Regions from separate parts of the Zea mays genome. Here region 2 is linked to region 1. The links are chromatin contacts, called in public Hi-C maps. All regions are on one chromosome and are shown on one strand. The core of a region is the stretch at or near the end of the contact, and the rest is flanking DNA. Distances in the headings are between cores, read along the strand shown. Region 1 holds the start of LOC541624 (cytokinin response regulator 2). Region 2 holds the start of LOC100192699 (oligosaccharyl transferase STT3 subunit).

The links. Hi-C and Micro-C count contacts between places; a contact is called where the count stands out from the background.
Region 2: a Hi-C map of ear shows a contact between it and region 1, with 2.3 times the contacts expected there. The contact joins the promoter of LOC100192699 here to the promoter of LOC541624 in region 1. A contact is called at or near these places in 3 of 25 Hi-C or Micro-C datasets (bundle sheath, ear and tassel).

What each region holds. Positions count from the first base shown.
Region 1 is chr10:150,120,805-150,124,340 of Zm-B73-REFERENCE-NAM-5.0, forward strand. It overlaps LOC541624 (cytokinin response regulator 2), which reads left to right and starts at 2,155. Exons shown (of 2, transcript NM_001111379.2): 1 at 2,155-2,629; 2 at 2,741-3,359. The coding sequence starts at 2,437. The coding sequence ends at 3,027.
Region 2 is chr10:150,360,814-150,364,191 of Zm-B73-REFERENCE-NAM-5.0, forward strand. It overlaps LOC100192699 (oligosaccharyl transferase STT3 subunit), which reads right to left and starts at 2,032. Exons shown (of 6, transcript NM_001137902.2): 1 at 999-2,032; 2 at 1-74. The coding sequence starts at 1,859.

The DNA of each region.
Region 1 (3,536 bases), core at 905-3,404:
CGTGACCGTCCACCGCCACTGACTATCTACAACCAGCCCCTCCGACATCACATCATCCATGCGCGCCACTTCGGATGATGCCACTGCCCTCCTCGCCGCCACCCGGGCCGCCGTTACGACAGCTCGCCAGCGGGCCCAGAACGACACCCGTGCTCTTAAGCAGCAGCAGGCGGTTGTCGACGCCATTCAACTTGTATATGTGTTCCAAAGCTCTTGCAAAAGTTTTTTCATTCTGGTTTGGCTACTAACCATGTACTGAAAAACTATTCTCACACAAATTTCATCGATTTGGACCTTGTGCTAGATACCTTCTCCTCGACAACAAACCCTCACGACAGTTTCTATAGCGAGATCAAACCGCGAAATCTGCTTTAAAGGGTCTCTGAAAACATATCCCTTTTAGTTTGTTATTGAGAACGGAAAGTACAAAATAGTTGAATTGTGTTTGAAGGTATATTTTTTTTGCTAGATGACAACGAGTACATTTTGTGCATGACCGTCGAGTTGTAAGCGAATTTGGTTATATAAGGAGGTGAGGCCCGCTATAGCCCTACAAAGTTTATTGCTTGAGCAAGGTTGTGTTAGAACTAAGGACTTGTTCGAGTACTTTTTTTGCATGACCCTTTATTGGTGAGTCAATCTGAAGCATCTCCAATAGTTATGTAAACAAGTCCCTAAATATAAATTTAACAAGTTTTCGAGAAAAAACTCTTCTCCAATAGTTATGTAAATCAGTTCCTTAAATTTACAAACTCTCTACAAAACTCAATTTCATCCCTACATTTACCAACCTTGTTGGGACTCCCTAAATCAACGTAGGTACTAAATCCATTGTGAAAATCACACTTTTGCCATTGTTTTGCGTTGTCCCACTGTCCTGTTGACCACAAATTCATCTACAGTGCCCAGATGTCTTGATGCCGCCACTGCTAGACAACCTTTTATGTCGAGGCGTCGTCAGAGCACATCCTGTGATGTCTTGAAGCCATCACCGTGACGTCTGGTCTTCCATCGATAACTTTGACCTCTCAAGACATCAAAGAAGGTTGTTGATATAGATTTCTACTGTCGGCTCAGTTAAAAATAGAAAGCATGCTCGTTTATTTTATGTTGTCATAGACAACTTTCAAAATTCGCAATCAATAAATAGGGAACTGTTAGAGCACATACATTTTTCTACTCCTTAAAGTGTTTAGCAACTTCTTAAATCTATAATTTAAGGCGCTAAATGTACATAACTATTGGAGAGAGGTGAGACCTGCTATAACCCCCACAAAGTTTATTGCTTGAGCAAGGTTGTGTTAGAACCAATTACTTGTTTGGTTAGAAGAAGTTTGGAAGGGTCAAGAGGGATTGATGGGAGAAATTAATTTATTTTTCCCTTAGGACATCCTTTGGGATCGTAGGGGATTAAATGAGCGAAAATATCTTTTTGTTCTTCCAAACATGTTTCTAATCTCTACCGATCTATTTCTAACTAAACAAGTCCTAAGAGTTCGATCACGACATTGTGTCGTATTTGTGTACTTAAACCCCATATCCCACTACTGTCACTTTGAAATTGATCCGATCATACCCACCTCTATTTGTTGTCGTTGTAAATGAACAAAACGACAGCAACAAAAAAAGGAAAAAAAACTCAAACAACTTGTCCGCATGAGTATGACCGTATCCAAACAAAGCATATCCGGATGCGTACTTGAATATAAAGAAGAATTGTTTTAGAAATCCGAGGAGATTTGCCTTGAAGAATTTGTTTTGTACATCCGAGGAGATTTGTCTCGAATATAAAGTAGAAATATCGTGGAAATCCGAGGAGATTTGCGAACAGCTAGCTAGCTGCCTTGCTCACCTAGAAAGGGTCGCTCGGCGGCGTGCAAAAGGCGAAGCGGCACCAACTCACAGGGATGCGCACGCAACGCAAATCTGGCCAGAATCCGAAGATGCAAATACCAGGGGGCCAAAAGAAGGCGCGCGTACGTGGGTGGGCGGGCGGTGACAGCGAGAGGCGAGGCAGGGAAATCCCTTGCGTATCGCCGCGCGGGCCCCGCCGCATGGGCCCCCCCGCGGATCCGCGCCCCGGATCGGCCTGGCCCGCGTGCCGTGCCGTCCTATACTCGATCCGCGCGCCTCGGATCCCCTCTGAGATTTGCCCCGCCACCACCACCATCCCTGCTTGCTAGCTACCCGCTGCTGCCGTGCCGTGCCGAGTCTCCTCCTGACTGACTGACTCCTCCCCTGCACTGCACCTGTGTATATATACACGCCCGCCCGCGCCTCCGACTTCATCGCCGCAACCGCCCGTCTGCTCCTGCTTAGTACATACATCCACACTCGCAAGAGAAGGAGAAGAGATCTCCGCGTCCGCAACCGCATCGCTTCCCTCCCGGCGCAAGAAGAAGATTCGGTTGGATTGTTTGTCTCTTGCAAACTGCAATGGCTGCTGCTGCCACTGCTACTCCGTCCGTGGCGCCGGAGGCCGGCGACCGGAAGGCGGTGGCACCGCCGGTCGACGCGGTGGATCTGGATCTGGAGCTGGAGCTGGAGGAGAAGCACGTGCTGGCGGTGGACGACAGCTCCGTGGACCGCGCGGTGATCGCCAAGATCCTGCGCAGCTCCAAGTACAGAGGTGAGCACCGAGCAGAGGAAGAAGCGGTGCCTGCCTTGGCTGTCCGCGCCCGCGCAGCAGCTCGTTTTATTTGAACCATGCAGCTAACCTCCTTGGATTTTACGTGTGCAGTGACGACCGTGGACTCGGCGACGCGCGCGCTGGAGCTGCTGGCGCTGGGGCTGGTCCCCGACGTGAACATGATCATCACGGACTACTGGATGCCCGGGATGACCGGGTACGAGCTGCTCAAGCACGTGAAGGAGTCGTCGGCGCTGCGGGCGATCCCCGTGGTGATCATGTCGTCGGAGAACGTGCCCACCCGCATCAGCCGGTGCCTGGAGGAGGGCGCCGAGGACTTCCTCCTCAAGCCCGTCCGCCCCGCCGACGTCTCCCGCCTCTGCAGCCGGATCCGGTGACCGCCCGCGCAAGGATGGAGGATCTGGTTGCGCGCTCTGACTTAATTAGAGGAGTTGTTAGGATCCAATTTTTTGTGTGTTCGTTCGTTCGTTCGTTCTTTTCTTTCTTTCTTCTTGGACATAGATCTGCCGCCGCCGCCGCCGCAGCCGCTGCCGTCGACTGAAACAAGAAGCTAACTTAGTTTTAGGATCCAGGTTGTTGTTGTTGTTAGGAAGGGGAGTCGTTGGGGGCATTCACGGATGTTCTTCTTCGTTTCCCCTCCCTCCGTGCCTGAGGCTGCAAAAATATGCCCCCCAGACATGAAGAAAACAAGACCTGTTAACAATTCCAAGATCAGAGCCTTATTGCTTCTTTTCTTTATCTTGTGATCTTGTCTCTTCGTAACATCAGTTTCAGTTCCGCTCTTAGCTGCCGTTGCATAGCAAGAACGACGACAGGTAGTAGGCTGTGCGAATCAGATCGGAAAGAGATTGTTATTCCTCTCTTAGCGCTGTGCGTATCGTATCGT
Region 2 (3,378 bases), core at 782-3,281, 240 kb after region 1:
GTAATTCGAAGGAATGACTTAAACAGTCTGGCATCGTTTAGCAGGTATTTTACCCAGTCCAAGAAGAAGAAAACCTGATAAAAGAAAAAGGTTTCTTTTAGCTCTCGTGTATGCACGCTTGTCCAAAGAAGGTACAGGAAGACCTTAGTATCAACAGTTCAGGATGGCACTACACTTCTGCTAGTGTTGAATAGAGATAGGCAATAAGCATCAGAACACTACTGGGATGGATGGCATCATAAGAGCTTTTCAAAAAAGGAGTCATGTATTATCCATTTTACCTTTACAAACCAGATACGGAATCAAGAGTTATACATGGTAAATGAAGCAAAGATAAACAGCAATATCTGAAGTGTGCGTAAATGCAGCAGTATCTCTTAATGTTATAAGGAATTTTGGTATCAGTATGCATTTTCCCAAATCAGTGTTTTCTGATGCATGCTGCAGCCAGCTCAGACTTAAGCAACTAATGTGGCATTTAATTTGACCTCAGACATTTAAGTCAAATTTTACTATTCTAATCAGTGAAACATACTTACATGGACACTAGCACATGTGTAAGTGTATCACTAGATTGCGAGTGTCCACTTCGCAAGATTTATTGGGCACACGGCACACTTCAAACGTGGCACAGGTAACGGAAGATATGACATGGGTTCTAATATGGGGGTGTTTGAATGCACTAGAGCTAATATTTAGTTGGCTAAAATATAGCTAGTGGAATTAGCTAGCTAACAAATAGCTAGCTAACCGTTAGCTAATTTGCTAAAAGTATCTAATAGCTGAACTATTAGCTAGTCTGTTAGGATGTCTTCAGCTAATTTTAGCAGTTAACTATTAGCTCTAGTGCATTCAAACATGGCCTGTGTCAGCCATCAAACAACTCCAGACTATCTATCTACTAAATCAGTTATATGATATTCAAAGTGGTGGTGTTCATTTGGTCTCGGTCTCCAAATTGGATCAACCCATGCCATAAGAATGCAAATGAAAATTACCTGCAAAAGGAAGAAGACTCCCATAGCAGCCATGTGCTCTCCGGACTGCACATGTTGGAATCCAACAAAACGGATCTGCATCGCAAGCAACATCCCAAGCACATACATGCAATTGTAGGCCACGTAGAGCCTTTGTGAGTACCTCCCGGTAACAAGCAGCACAAGCACATAGAGCGGGACGAGATTGATGATGAACACGTAGCCTCCCCATGCCGACACCATGTAGAAGTAGCCGAACGCCGAGGCAAGCGCCCAGGCGAGCGACCCGGTGTTGACGGCGCGCACGAAGAAGTAGAAGGTGAGCAGCAGCGCGAAGATGGCGACGCCCTCGTTATCGTAGGACCCCGCGACGGAGCGGGAGATGTAGCCAGGGACGGTGGCGATGAGCGCGGCGGCGACGAGCCCCGCCCCGGAGTCCCAGATCTCGCGGCCAAAGGCGTAGGCGACGAGAGTGGTGTTGGCGGCGAAGAAAGGCGCGGTGAGGACGCAGACCTCGCGGATGTGGACAGCGAGGGAGAGCGCGCGGAGGAGGCGGTGGAGCAGCGCGGCGGTCACCATGAGACCCGGGAAGAGAGTCCCCCCGACGACGCGCCCGAGCGGGTACCAGCTCTCGGAATCGAACCAGTTCCAGAACTCGCTAAAGCCGTTCTCGGTGAGGAAGAGCGTGGTGCGGTAATTGAAGTAGGGGTCGAACTCGTGGATCATAGACTCGTAGCGGAGGACGGAGAAGAGGCGGACGGCGAAGGCGAGAACGTAGATGAGCGCCAGCGCCGAGACGCGGAGCAGTAGCTCCTGCTGCTTCGTCTTGAGCCGCAGTGACCGGAGCGGCGCCGGGAGGGAGGCCAGAGCGGAGGGTGCCATGGCGGCGCCACGCAGTGATCCGGACAGGGTCACTACTCACTAGGGTTTCATTTCATGCGCGCGACGTCTGGGGCAGGGGGGGTTTAGTGTGGAATTCGTTTGGTCTGGATCTGAGATCAGGGGACGGGCGGGGAAGACGAGTGCAGCGAGAGCGAGACCGAGACCGAGCGGAGGCGACGGCAAGCCAGGTTCTGTCGGGGAGTCTAGTGGATATCCATATCCATTTGGATTTTGGAGCATAAACATACTGACTGGTGGGACCAGGACGGTCGGGAGGCAGTTGTCTGATGTGGAGGATGGCACGTAGGCGCATCTGTTACACTGAACAATGAGTCCCACTAGAATCAGAGTGGGCGATAGGCTGAAAGGGAAAGGACACGTTGGTTTTTCTTTGAAGGACATACACTTGCTGATTTGCTGTAGGGTTGTACCTACATGTCAGCTGTGGAGTTACTAGCCTGCGTAAGGTGTAGAGATGGCAATAAGTAAAAACCCACTGGATATTAATTGGCCAAACTCATACCCGCGAAGAAAAATACGCCCGCTAAAAAATTCATACCCATGACAGGTATAAAATTTTGCCCAAATCCATACTCATGCGGGTTTCGGGTACCCAACAGGTTTCTCATACCCACTAACATCAACATAAAAAATAATTCATCATGTAAATGACAATCAATACATTAATAAGCTAGCATAAAAGGAACAAGTGATAACTAATTTTAGCCTAAAATTTGTTACATAAATTTTATTTCAATTAGAACATATTCAATTAATAATATTATGATACATATTTATAAGGAATAATGATTTTAAGGCGGGTTTTAAAAACCCATGGGTTTGCGGGTATGGGTAGTGGAAGAACAAACCCATATCCATGTACCCGTTGGGTTTCCATTTGAACCCATTAACAAACCCATGGGTAAAAAATTGACCCAAATCCATACCCTAATAGAGCAAAAACCCAACGGGTTTCGGGTAGCGGGTACCCATTGCCATCTCTAGTAAGGTAAAAATATAGATGTTCCTGTGCAAAGTCTGTTAAAAAATAACTTTATCGATAGAGAAAAGTGAGAGAACTTAAGTTTGATCTTAAGAATCAGGTTGAAATAGTCTACGAGATGTTTCAGCAAAGACATATGCTTCGTTTGGAAACTAAGTTTCGGTAAATAAATTGTGACGACCCTTGTGTTTGTTTCTTTGTTTTCCCTCCTCTCTATGTTATCTTCCATTTATTTTCATTCTAATTATCTTGACTCTTGAGTTGCTCACAAGTTTATTCCACACATACATTGAGCAAGACTTTACAAAAACTCATCACTCTAACTCCGATTATCTTACCTCTTGCTCTAACCGACTAATTTGGAATCAGGTTTTTGTTAGTAAGTGAAAAATTCCAGGTTTCGCGTATTCACACATCTCTGGATGACTTTCAAACTTCAATACTCTATAGCTTCTTAGTAGACTATATATCACATGTGTTGGATTATCTTGTATTGTATTAGACTATCTTGTACCT